3 separate regions of the Zea mays genome follow, and all the other regions are linked to region 3. Evidence: chromatin contacts called from public Hi-C data. All regions are on one chromosome and are shown on one strand. The core of a region is the stretch at or near the end of the contact, and the rest is flanking DNA. Distances in the headings are between cores, read along the strand shown. Region 1 holds the start of LOC100277054 (P-loop containing nucleoside triphosphate hydrolase superfamily protein). Region 2 has its middle 34 kb from the start of LOC100277054. Region 3 holds the start of LOC100217304.

Evidence for each region. Hi-C and Micro-C count contacts between places; a contact is called where the count stands out from the background.
Region 1: a Hi-C map of leaf shows a contact between it and region 3, with 5 times the contacts expected there. The contact joins the promoter of LOC100277054 here to the promoter of LOC100217304 in region 3. A contact is called at or near these places in 3 of 25 Hi-C or Micro-C datasets (ear, leaf and tassel).
Region 2: a Hi-C map of leaf shows a contact between it and region 3, with 10 times the contacts expected there. The contact joins the enhancer-like site here to the promoter of LOC100217304 in region 3. A contact is called at or near these places in 7 of 25 Hi-C or Micro-C datasets (bundle sheath, ear, leaf and 2 more).

Annotation. Positions count from the first base shown.
Region 1 is chr9:133,666,703-133,671,083 of Zm-B73-REFERENCE-NAM-5.0, forward strand. LOC100277054 (P-loop containing nucleoside triphosphate hydrolase superfamily protein) reads left to right here and starts at 1,758. Exons shown (of 7, transcript NM_001150722.2): 1 at 1,758-1,982; 2 at 2,990-3,182; 3 at 3,267-3,535; 4 at 3,655-3,913; 5 at 4,001-4,180; 6 at 4,280-4,381. The coding sequence starts at 3,180.
Region 2 is chr9:133,631,551-133,636,403 of Zm-B73-REFERENCE-NAM-5.0, forward strand. No RefSeq gene overlaps it. Among protein-coding and RNA genes, the nearest start is that of LOC100277054, 34 kb to the right of the region's middle. Within about 2 kb of position 2,856, at least 16 of the 20 cell types and tissues checked have an H3K27ac peak or open chromatin away from gene starts, as enhancers often do. A contact at or near this core is called in bundle sheath, ear, leaf and 2 more, where this site is marked.
Region 3 is chr9:133,499,396-133,503,632 of Zm-B73-REFERENCE-NAM-5.0, forward strand. LOC100217304 reads left to right here and starts at 1,981. Exons shown (of 13, transcript NM_001359584.1): 1 at 1,981-2,273.

The DNA of each region.
Region 1 (4,381 bases), core at 508-3,007, 170 kb after region 3:
CCAATCGTGTGGTGATCCTTGTGGGAACTTTGTGTTCCAAGTGATTGAAAGAAAAACTCACTCGGTCCGAGGGACCGTTTGAGAGAGGGAAAGGGTTGAAAGAGACCCGGTCTTTGTGACCACCTCAACGGGGAGTAGGTTTGCGAGAACCGAACCTCGGTAAAACAAATCTGCGTGTCACACTCTTTATTCGTTTGTGATTTGTTTTGCACCCTCTCTCACGGACTCGATTATATTCCTAACGCTAACCCGGCTTGTAGTTGTGATTAATTTTGTGAATTTCAGTTTCGCCCTATTCACCCCCCCTAGGCGACTTCAGACTCGTTTAAGAAGATCTGGAACTACCTGATGTATAAATGTGTTTACTAGCCTACTGAGACTAGTAATTGTATCACATTTGAGTCCCAGAGGATTAGTGCGCTTCAAACACCTATTCAAAATGTCTTCTAACCCTTTGTCTTCTATCATTTCCATGCGTGCTAACTCCAATATCTCTCTCACACTTTTATATATGAGTACCTTATTTTCAATTATATATAAGATGGAGTTTCATGACTTAACTTGGTCCAATGGATATATATGGAATTAATTCACCTAGTGGCATCTTAATTAAGTAATCATACTAGACTTTTAGTTTCTCTCTTTATAGTATGACTACTTATTCTAAATCTAATCAAGCACCCTATTACGTCTTGATTGACAAAATAAAATACCGTACCTTATACATGTGTACCTTGTGTTCTTGTATTTTATTGTTCTTCTTCCTCTTTTTTCATGTTGAACAATTGGTCATTTTTTTGTGGCCATCACTATCCTTACCATGGATGTTATTCTTACGTAATATCTCATTCATAATATTTAGAGTAGATGTTAGTCCATATATAAGTTGTATCAATCACCAAAAACTATGGTCGGAGCTTTTAGTTTCCTATGTATATGGCCACCAATAGAATGTGGCTCAGCTAGTTCCAGTGGGAGAGAGTGAAGCAACATTTATATATAGCAGTTCTATTACAGATGAGTATTTTATTAAACCACCATTATAATAAATCCAAGGCACATGTGGTTAGGGGTGTTAATATGTTGTAGATTTTACACTACAAACTTTAAGTATCGAATCGGATTAGAATCAGACCCTATTCAGTAAAGACAGACGCTATTATAAAGTGTATTTAACTGGTGAGTAGTCGCTATTATAAAGTGTATTTAACTGGTGATTAGTTTAAGTAGCCGTCGGTGCAAAATGCATGTCACCGGTTTTAATAAGGAAACGGTAGAGAGTATTAGGTCAAACCGATCGGGTCCACTGCACGGGTTGGCGTTCTAGAGAACAACAAAATACATCAAATTAAAGTCCACGAGACAAGACATCGGTACACCGTAACGCGGTGTTTTAAAATTTAATTTCGTAAAGTTGTGATGGCTTCGTGGCTTATTAGTTGTGTAACGCGCGTACGGACGATTGGGACGGCGAAGATGGAAAAAAGGAAACAGCCACGACGAGGGAGGAAGCTGGAAGCGTTTCTTTGACTGGCCGGATGATCGAGGGCCTCCAATTCATACTTTGTCTGTGCGTGATGGGGATATATACGGTGGATGGCTGGCGCAGCGCAGTTCGGTGGCTCACGCCATGCAGCAGGTACATATGCATGCATGGCCATGGCGCAGGGCTTATTTGAGTTTATATTTCCATATGGAAAAGAAACCTGCATTATAAGCAAGCAAAGCGCAGACTTGCATAAGCAAACCCCAGCCGTCGCAGACTTGCATAAGCAAGCAAAGCGCAGGCCTCGCTCGGCCTCTCGCCAGTTCTTCCTCTCTTCTTCCCGCGACGTACGTCACACTGCAGCCTGCTTGCTACTCTTGATTTATCATCCCTCTTGGTGCCGAGCAGGCAGACGTAGCTGCTGCATCTCCTAGCTGCCTGCCTCCGTTGATTATCCGATCGACCTGTTCGACAACAACAAGTGAGGACGAACCAGGTACGACGTGGTGTTGTTGCTTTGCTTGCGGCTGCGGTCCAATGCAAGATTCAGAACGTTCTTCCATCTCTCATGTCATGTGCTCTTCTTCTTCCTCTGTGCGGGATTTGGGAATAATATAGTGATCTTCATGCTTCTTGCTCTTGAGTACGTGTGGGTGGCCAGCTCATGTGTTAGATTCTTTGGTGCTTAGAATCGACTCCTAAGTCCCTAAAATACCAATCTGTGTCTAAAATACTTCGATGATGAGTAGATCTATTCTACTGAGAGGTAAGGTAAACATATCATCGTTGTTGTTCCTAGCCATCATTACGACGGCGGCGTCTTGCAGTGTAGACCTGCCTCCTCCTCTTTCTCGATCTCCCTGCTGGTGTCGAGGAGATTGGTTCCCGTCGTTAATCGACGGTGGATCAGCTCCTCCAATGTTGCCTGCAGGAGGAATCTCATATCCCGATGGGATGACGGGGATCTGAGACATAGTCACAGCAATTCCAGTCACTCCGAGCACCTAGGGGATTGGTTCATCTCAAAGTGTCGATTAGAGTTTTGTGGTCGAGTGATTAGCGTTGGCTAAACCCGTTGGCCCCTTAATCTATTTATATGGTGTCGTGTGACCGGAGGCTGCAACCAATGGTTAGAATAGGCCCCTGATCAGAGGCGCGGTTAGACGATTAAGATTAACCCTACCTCGATTACTGTTAACCGGCTAGTGTAGAGGACCTAACATGATAATCTTCACTCCTGAGCCATCGTGCAGATTCTCTGACCCGGCTGGCAACATGCACTGCAGCCTTTTGCCAAATCTCAAACTTTCCCCCAACCAAAATTCTGGGCTTCTCACTGACCTTTATTATTCATTCATCCATCCATCCATTCATTCACTCATGCTGCTTCAGCCTGTCACGTACGGCCTCTTAAACGCTTGCTTGTGTAGTTGCAAAGACTTTGCAAGAAGCAACTGCTGCTTCTCATTTCCCACCAACAATGCTGTGCCTGTGCGTACGTAGGCGATCCAGGTGGGGCCCGGCCGGCAATCAGGTGAAAAGTTGAGCTGTGTTGTCAAGACAGACTGACAGAGACATCAGTTTCTCGCTCGCATCACATGCGTGCATTCTACGCGGGCAAGAAGGGCGATGAGAGCAGTCCGTCAGCTGATGTATTAGCAACCACAAGAGAGAGAGGGAAGAGAAGAGAACAATGGTAACGATGCGCACTAATCTGTGTCTCCTCCTCGATCGAGAGAAACACGCACTGATCTGTTACCTTTTCTTTCATATTTTACAGAGTATTTATTATCCAGCAAAGAGTCCAAAGGGCCCAGTAGCAGCGTTCCCTCTACGGTCTGCTCTCGTCTTCTTCGTCACATCGTTCGGCTTCTACGTCTGCTACTTCTCCTCACGTCAGATAATAGCCCTGGAAACCGAAGCAGAAACGACGGCCAGCGGAGGCGGAGCAGAACCCACAGAGACCCGTTGCACAAATAGGCCCGCGATCATTCCACATGGGCCACAGACGCGGTACGTGCACTTCCCGAGGCCCGCCACCTACGACAGGTAAGCTTAAGCTCTCTCCAGTCCTGAGTTCCTGACGCGATCGACGTTCATGTTCTTGTTTGATGCACTCGATCGCACTCCTCATTCCCCGGCCGTTGTTTTTTCGCACACACACGCAGGGGCGAATGCGTTTGTAACCCGGTGCGCTTCTTCGTGATCGTGTCGACGCAGAGGTCGGGGAGCGGGTGGGTGGAGGCCTTGCTCAACAGCCACCCCAACGTCAGCTCCAACGGCGAGGTGTTCTCCATGAGGGAGAGGAGACAGAACCTCTCCTCTGTTCTGGGGACTCTTGACAGGCTGTACGGCATGGACTGGCTCACCAGCGCGGCCAAGAACGAGTGCACGGCGGCGTTCGGGTTCAAGTGGATGCTCAACCAGGTGAGCTAGTAGCTAGCTAGCTAGCAAAAGAAAAAAAGAAAAGAAAAGACATGACCTAAAATGGTTGGATTGATTGCTTGCTTGCAGGGACTGATGGAAAACCATCGCGACATCGTGAACTATTTGAACAGGAAGGGTGCGATGGTGGTGTTCCTCTTCAGGAGGAACACGCTGCGGAGGCTCATCTCTGTGGTGGCCAACAACTACGACAGGAGAGCGAGGCAGCTCAACGGCGTCCACAAATCACACGTTCATTCCAAAGAGGAGGTACCTGATCCTCTCTCTAAGTAAGAAGCTCAGCTGCCAAGAGGAGTAGAGTAGAGAGTAGCTGCTAATCCTGTCCATCGGCGCCTCTTGGGCATGCAGGCTGAGGTCCTCGCAAGGTTCAGGCCGGAGCTGGACGCGCCGGCTCTGATTCCGAGCATCAGAACCGCCCAGCGCGCCGTGAGAGCCTGCCTGCGCCGCTTC
Region 2 (4,853 bases), core at 1,606-4,105, 130 kb after region 3:
TCTCCGTATGCAATAATTGTTTTAATATAATGGTAGGAGCTTTGGCTCTCAATTAAAAAGAAGAATAGAATTGATTCAGTTTTAAGAAAAAATCAGATCCAAAATTTACACGGGGTACACAAGCAACTCAGACAACGACAACTCCACAAACAAAGACCATCGAGGTTCATTGTTGTCGAGCTCCACACAAAGGAGGAGCAACTCCGACTCCCCAAGACGGACAACATATGGCCAAAGGAAAAAACCGACAACGCCTAGACCCAAACACCGCATAGAAGGAGGAAGGTCGCGGTGCGCCGTTATTGCCAAGCCTCGAGACACCCCACGCGAGGCAGCTCTGATTCTTCACCTACGAGACTTCCAATCATGATCCTCCGCTTCGCCCCGCCCCGACAAACGTCCAGCCTCTGAAGAAATCTAGTCCACAAAGAAGGGGGGCTCGTGTCATGCCATCGTTGCCGAGCCACATCATCTGACGTAGCAGCTCCGACTTCACGTTGCAAGATCGCACCTCACCCGCATACCGGACGCCGAGAAGCGAAAGCAACAACCAAAAGGCGACGACATGGCCGAGACGAGCTTCAAAAGTGACGCCTTCAGGAAGGTAGTGACGTTGAGGACACCACTATCACATGTTCGAGATGGATCGGGCTTTCGCCCATAGAAGCCAGTGCTGGGAATGCGACGCCCTCAACTGGGGAAGCGGCACCCATGGACGTCACCATCACCGAGGCTTAAGCCCAAGAAGTCCCCCAACACAATCATAAGGCCAAGACCCCGGGTCAAAGCAGACTACCTCTACCGTCATCGTTGATCTGACATTCCGCACAAAACCTCCCAGAGAGGCATCGACGCTCGGGTGCCGCAACAGCCGCAAAGCTGCGTCGACCGTCACCCCTTCTGGTTGGGCAAAGGCCTTATTTTTGGTGGCTTCTGGCCGCCGAAAATGCCCGTGTCTCCTGTAGTGGGGAACAAACCACCTTACCGCGTGTGACAGCTGCCGCCAGGCGCCCCACCACCGCCACTGAACCCACCAAACACCACAGCAGGATCCAGTCCTCCCCAGAAGGACCAACATCGCCAAGGCGCAGATCCGAAGAGGGAGGGCCTGATCTAGGCCGATGAGGCCTAGATCCGCCGAACCCCAGCGCTGGCGGAGCCACAACCGGGACAACGACTAGAACAGTGACGCCACCACTGAAGCTCCATCGTGCACCGCTCCCCCCAGGTCCTAGGAAACCAAGGCCGCCTCTAGCCCAATAGCGCAAGCCCCTCGTCTCCTCCACGCACTGGCTAGGTTCACCAGGACGAACCCACCACTACTAGGGCAACCCCCACCTAACAAGCCTCCAGCCCCGCCACCCACTGGTAGTAGCAGGGCAGACGCCGCCAAAGCCCACCCCATCCCCGCCGGCATGGGCCACGCGGGTGCCGTCGCCAGGCACCCGCCACACCAGCGTAGAAGGAGCGAGGGAGACGCGGGGCCGACCGATTCGCCTTGCCGCCCCATCACATGAGCCCTCGGTGGCCAGCCTCGGGACGGTGAGGCAAATAGAGAGGGGAGGGAGACTTGGAGACAACGACTAGATATTCGCCACCCGAGTCGCCCAATGAGGGGCGACATGGGGGCCTGGGTGGTTCTGCTGTTAGAGGGCAGAAAATGTATGCAACAATTCTCCCATCAGTTAAAAAAGGAACCGGAAGTGATGCTACGCCGAGATTGCTAATTAGTGTCGAGCTGGTCGGGGCAGAAAGAACCTGATATCAATGTTGTATTTTACCTGTTTGAATTAATGAGTTATGTTCCGATATGCGTCCATAGACTATTAGGAGCATGTACAATCCACATAAATGTCCCGTATCTTAAGAGGTGTCAAGGAGGTAAGTGCAAAAAATATAAAAAATGGTATCTTCATAAAGGAACGTCTCTAGGACGGTTTTCTAAATCTAGATACGGTTCTACTCATACAACTCATATAAATGAGTCGTATCTTGAGAGGTTATAGTAAATAAGATATAAGACATATATATTGGGTGTATCTAGTGCTCGGAGAACCACAACATAACGACTTGTTTGACTGACGGGCAGCCCCAGCTGGGGCTGATGCAGCTGCAAACTATAGAGACAAAATGCTGTAGAAGCCGTAGCCGTAGCCAGATTAAAGTCACAGCAATCTACAAAAAAAAAAAAAAAAACAGGTTGTACATGCCGTGCGATAGTCAGCATGCATGTTTGACGCGGTCCTTGTGGCAAGCAGGCGCACATCACATGTACGAAGCAGTTGAAGTTGCAACAATATCTAATATATAACCTTTGCAGGGTACACGTGATTGCTGGCCCGGCCGGACTAAAATAATTACTCCTATATTGCATTGCATCGCCATCCCACTATATTCGACCAGTGATCAGAATCGTTGTCGTCGTCAGTCCATGCATGCATGTATGTCGCCTCTTTCCACGTCACACGCTCTATTTCTTTATTACTATTCTGTTCTATAGGCACGGGAAAGTCTCGGAACAGTGAGTGTGTCATATCCTACAAGTTTCCGGCATATATAGATATAGCACACTGCATTTGTTTGGTGGCTCTCCAACCACTACATCTATATGCGCCTATGCCTAACTCCCTTTCATGGCATGGCTCGTTTATGGTGAAAGCGCAGATCGATGTTCTTGTGAATAAAATAAATATGGTAGCAAACATATATCTGTCCTGTCCCTCTCTCTCTCTCTCTCTCTTTTTTGGTCTCCGTCCTTTTCTTTTTGTCCAACGAATCCCTCGCGATTGGCCCGGTCAGCCCATTAGTGCACCGGAGAAGAGAAGACACAACGCGACCCCGTCCGGCCTGGATACAGCCCAGTGGGAGCTCGTGGGAGGTGGGCTGCCTGTGGCCCATGTTTTTATTTTGTTTAGCACTGTGTTCCGATATTAAATAAAAAACCAAGCCCCAGTAACCATACATCTCGCCGACCAAGGCGAGTGAATCCATACATTTGGCTAACTACGCCGAATGAATTTCTGGCATCAAGTAATTGGCCGGCCGATGTTAATTAAATGTGCCAAACTGATCAAACTAAAATTCACTTGGTCGGGTTATTGGTGATTTTGATGATCAATCTTGCATATATATATGAACCATCTCAATTCACATGTTTTAAGGTACATTATACTAAAAGGTTAATTAATTCTCTTCTCAATCCATATTCCAGTACGTGAATTAAGGTGAATATCAGTGCATACACAAGTCGTTACTGATGCAGACCGGTATCTAAATTATATAATCCACAGTACGTGAATTAAGGTGAATATCAATGCATACACAAGTCGTTATTGATGCAGACCGATATCTAAATTATATAATCCATGTAATAATCGTTGTTATTAATAATCGTTGTTGTTTGTTTGTCTCTTGACTTATTTAAGTCGGATCATATGATCTAGAAGGTAGACAAATAGGACCTTAATTTGTTTCACAAGGGAAACTTCATTTACAAACCAACTAGTGACTCGGCCTACCATAATGACACACTTTGTTGACACATGATTCCTCTCCATAATTGCTCGTTGGAACTTCGCTCTCGCCCTGCCTTTTGAAAGCCAGCTACAGTCCATCTTAGCGTGTCCCTTGGTGAATCCAAGTGATGTTGCTTTTTCCACTTGCCTTTTGGTTAGTCTTAGTCCCTTTGTCCCAAAACGAAAAAAAGTCATTTTAATTTCATCATATTAAGTTAGCTAATCTTTAGTTTAGTAAATTTGTGTAAAAAGTATGAATATTTAAGATAGCAAATAAGTATAGTTAGATTCATTATATACCACTATTTGGTGTATATTGGTGTGTGACGAATCTAATTTCGCATCTTCTTATCTTCTAGCTCTAGTAGAGCTCGTGCTGATAAATGTGTTAAAGAATCAGTTCGTTGCATATAGTGATATAGAAGAACATATACACAATAATAACATAAAATGACAGAGGAAAGGGAGCTCTTTATTTTATTTTTTTCTGTTTGTTCAAACACATGTACATATGCTGGTTGATTATTTCAGCTCTCCATTCACCTCTCGCTTTTTATAGATGAGAAGATGCTAGTGTTATCCAAGCAATTTCCTGAAAACTTACCTCTCATAAATTCGTCACCTCAAAGACTTGTTTCCACATTACTTTTGACTTCAACTTCTTAAAATTAAGGATGGTAATAGATCACAATCCAAATGTTTCTTCACAAAATGATAGTCATAAATAAATTTTAGTTCAAAAGTAAATAAAATAGAGATCGGTTCTAATTCGATCTGATTCTTAAATCTTATAGTGTAAAATTTAGAGTTTATTGTCAACTATACTTAAAAGACAATGTTAATGTCGTGATTTGAGTTTTTTTAGTCTTCTGGAGGAGGTGAGAGCAGACACTCTACGTACAGGGCTGTACTGCGATGTGATGTCCTATTATCTTTTATATTAAGATAAAATATGCGGTATTATATATTATCTGTTTGATGCGTACCACCGTCCTCGTCGTGTACGGAACATTGGTGCCCACTAGTCTACTACCCTACCTTCGATTGGCAGAAACACGCCAAGGTCAAACCCCATCAAGGAAAGTCCATGCTACCGATTAGCTACCGGCTAGTCGGTGTATCGAACCTTGCTTCGATAGATAAATATGTGTTTTGGGTATAAGTGTACATTTGTGCTGTGCCTAATAGGTCGGCCCAAAGCACACAATTTTTGGCACGACTCATATCTGACACGGCCCAACCTAATTGTGGGTCTGGGTCGGCACGGCCCACATTGTGAATCGTGCCTGGGCCTCAAGTCAAACCCACGGGCCGGCCTGGCATGGCCTATTTAACTAA
Region 3 (4,237 bases), core at 731-3,230:
ATGTTACACTTTGGCTAAATTAGTCATTCGAATCGAAAAACTAATATTAGACACAAAAGTGTGACAAAATACGGTAAATTAGACAGCGAACCAAACACTCTCTATATTTTTCGATGGCACATACAGGAGAAAGATTTTAATGACAATGAAGAAAATTTCTCATATGTGGATCTGAGTAGTGTTGCTGTTGCACCATCGAAAAGGGTGTCCTTGCCTAATTGAGGTTTTCACTGGCGTTGAACACAAGTGCCAAGTCCACACGTTGGGGTCTCTAGAGGTCTCCTAAGGCAAGTGAAAAAAAATCAGGACTTTTTCGTGAAAACATGTCTCTTGCAGGCCACGTACAACGACATCAAATACGACGTCTCTAAGTAGCCTGTAGCCACATAAGCAACAATTAAACGAACGGGACGTTTGGATCCCTTCATTTTAAAGGAATTGGAATTCACTCAATAAAGTAACTTATTTAGTTTGGAATTTGGCATTCCACCACTTTCCAAAGTTCAGATATAAGGTTATCTCAAATTCATAGGGTGGAGGATAGGAAATGATTTTATGCATGATTAGAATTTGTTTCTAATCTGTAACTTACATGACACTCTTCGTTCTACTCCTCTATAATAAAAATGTAGCACATAAATATCTAGGACATCTTGCTAATAATAGTATGCAAATATATTTTGTATAAAAGTGAATTAGCTTAATTGATATATGCCTAAATTACTATTATTAGAATGGAATTCAATTCCAGTGATCCAAACGGGGCGGAAAAGAAATCAGGAGAGAGGCATATATCGTCCTTTTGTGGAGACTTCGGTCCGTGCTCTAATACAAAAGACAGTAAGATAACCACTTTATGACTACTTTGGTCCTTATTCTACGCATGAATTAAAAAATTATAGACAATATAAACAAACAACCCAAATATTGTCTATACATGTTTTTCAATATATATAAACAGTTGTTGTGTGTGGACTGTATATGCCCTAAAGGCATCTACAACCCTATTAATTAGAGGCCTTTTGAGTGGTCTCTAAGGGTAAGCGAAAAAAAAATCAAGAGACGAGCTCTATATGACTCTCTATACATATTATCTTTTAACTGTATTTATGATCTAGAAAGTTAAATTGTATTATACAATTTCTTTGTTGTCTATTATGCGCGAAAAATCGATCCAAGGGCTTTGTATTGTAGATGCCACATTGTGTGTTAATGTCAGTTAATACTTACCTTTCAGGCTGTTTTTAGAGATAATACATTTATGAGTTAGAGAAACTTTATCCCTAATATAAAAGACACGGACTCCTGGTTAAGCACCTAAGGTCCCGTTTGATTTGGGGTGACTAAAGTTTAGTGACTAAAGTTTAGTCACTTTTAGTTCCTAAAAAAGCAAACATGGTGACTAAAGTGGGTGACTAAACTTTAGTTCTTTAGTCATCAAGGGAATGACTAAAAAAGACTAAAGTAGTATTTTTTTACCTTATTGTCCCTCTCTACTTTCTTCTTATAGCAAACATCCATTAATTAATAGGGGTAAAACAGTCATTATTCACAACAATTAATGCTCTTTAGTCCGGTTTAGTCACTGGAAACAAACGGGATGCTTTAGTGACTAAACTTTAGTCACTAAAATTTAGTCTAGTGACCAAACATGGCCTAAATCTCGGTGACACAAAATAACTCCCGTTGTTTCTATTCAAACACGTAGTACAACGTACAGTACATAGAAAAGGGAGGGAGGATTTGAGCCTTTTTCTTTTTCTATACCAACATGGTCCTGCCTTGTGAAGCAGGGAACAAGAAAGAAAGAAAGATGCACGTTGTGCAGTGTGACCCTAGCAAAGGAGAGATGCGATACCCCCGGCCGGACCAGCGATCGCCATTCAAAGCTGCCAGTGCCACCCGCCATCCCCTGCTCCCACTGCCACTGCCAGCACATAAGCCCTACCAGTACCAGAGGCTACCAGCAGAGAGAGAAGGCGAGCGCGCGGGCAGAACCCGCGCAGAAAAGCAACCACCTCCCTCCGCCTCCCCCGCAGGGCTGGGCCGCACCGCATCACCCTCGCCCTCGCGAGATCCCCAATTCGCCGCAGGTTCCTCGCCGGAGCGAGCGGCCCCCATTGTGGCGTGGGGCTGCCGGTTCCGCGGCCAACAGTCCCCCTCCTCCCTGCTGCTGGAGCTGCCTTGAGTCCCGCGACTCGACTCGAGCTCTGCTGCCGTGGAGGCGGCCAAGGCCAAGGCGCGCGCATTGCGAGGGTTTTTGCTACCTCTCGGTATCGATCATCATCCCCTCCCCCTCCCCCTCCCCCTCCGCGGAATTTGGCGTCTATGAACTCTTCGCTCGGGGAGCGGAGAGCTTGGATCTCTCCGCTTTGTTCCGTTCTAGTAACGTTAAGGTTCTTCGCGTTCTGCGTTTGCTCATCATCGAGATGCTTTGTTTTACCCCTTGGCCTGGGTCTCGCATTTCCGTCGATCGGTTGGGTGGTTTAGGGACGGGAATGGGATGCCGTGTGGAGTCCGAATTAGTTCTGTGCTACAGCTGTACCCCGATTGTTTATACTCTTCATTGATGGGGTCCCGTCCTGTAGTGCTTGCAAATACTACTCGGCTACTTGCACTCTGGGGCCTGTAGCGTAGGAGTAGGCTAACCTCACGTATGTTTCGTTCCGAAGCACTGTTTGGTCTAAGAAGATACGATCTTATCTTCGGGTCTACGCCAATAATTGTTCTAGCGTACTAGAGACGAAAAATAGTTGAACTGGCTTCGCTTGCTAACGGAGATTCTTGTAATCTTGAGTGGATAATAAAAAAAAACTGGATGCGACATCGACGGGCTAAGCAACTCAATAGCTCTGGTTTCTTTAAGTGCAGTTACTTATGCTCTGCTAGTGTAACGTACTGCTATATCTTTCGAAGCCAAAAGGTCCTTACAACTGAAGCTGCTACAGTGCACAATGTTTAACTTTTAATATCCCCGCGTGACTTCAGATTTCGTTCTTGGTTTCACAATTTGTTTGACTTTCTGCACATGGAATGAATGAGGTAGTAACGGGAAGCTGTCATGTGAGGAAACCCTGACGTTCCGTGATGTCGTTCTCCTGTTTACAGTCCCTGTCCTAAAAATACATGACGTTTTTTACTGTTAGATATTTGTTTAACTATCCGTATTAGTTAAATTTTTTATATAAGTATTATTTATTTTGTTTTGAATTATTTTTTCACTAGAGATACTTTAATAGTGACATTAATTTTATTGTTTAAAAAAACTGATTAAAAATGATCAAACATGATATCTAAAAGTCAAAATTATCCTCAATTTTGGGAGGGAGTAGCTCTGTACAAACTATGGTAGCCCCACTCCCAAGTCCCAACTGTAAAGCACGGATGTTTTTCTTATTCACTGATAAAAGTTGCATTCTTCCCGTCCCCTGACTGCCCTTTTTGTGAATTTCAAGAAAACGACGTCAAAAGTGCTAGGTTCCACTCTGGTCTTAATTTCAGCTGAGTACCCGAATTTGCTGTTATGGGTTTCTGTACACATTATAGGAGGCTTATGGATTCATGCTGCATTATTTTGTCCAACACCTGCAGGACGCAATCATTTGTTATCCATTTATTTGCTGCTAGGAAATCAATCATTTGTGGCTCTCTCTTTGTGAGTGCCTATTGTTTTTTTTCCTTTTCTTCTGGTGCGTATTGTTAAAGAAAGCGTTTGGACATTGCTGTTTTTTGTGTCCTGAGAATCCACCTTTTGTTTCCTTGTTTCTTTATCATCTTAAAGATTAGCTCAATTGATGTTTATCATTTGCTGCACGCAAGCTGTACATAGTGGAAACAATTAGGTCATATTTTAGTGCCTATCCAGCCTGTATCCACCTTTAGGGGGTGTTTGGGAACAAAGTTTTTCTACAGTTTTGAAAGAATACTGCAGTATTCTCAAATACTGCAGTATTATATACAGAATGGTGTTTGGCAAGCTAGCTAAAATCTCAGTTTTTAAAACTGAAGTAGTGCAAATACTATAGTAGTTTTAAGCTATTCTAAACTTAGGTCTGGACCTCAGTTTTTAAAACTGCGGTATTGTAAACTGCTGTATTGTCATGACTAAAGTATACTGTAGTATTTCAAAAACTGTGGTTTTCAAAAACTTTGTTCCCAAACAGGGCCTTATATTCTTGGATTCCATTGTGCAAGTTCTGCTGTTTGGCAATATTCTTTTCTTTATGCCATGCTTTTT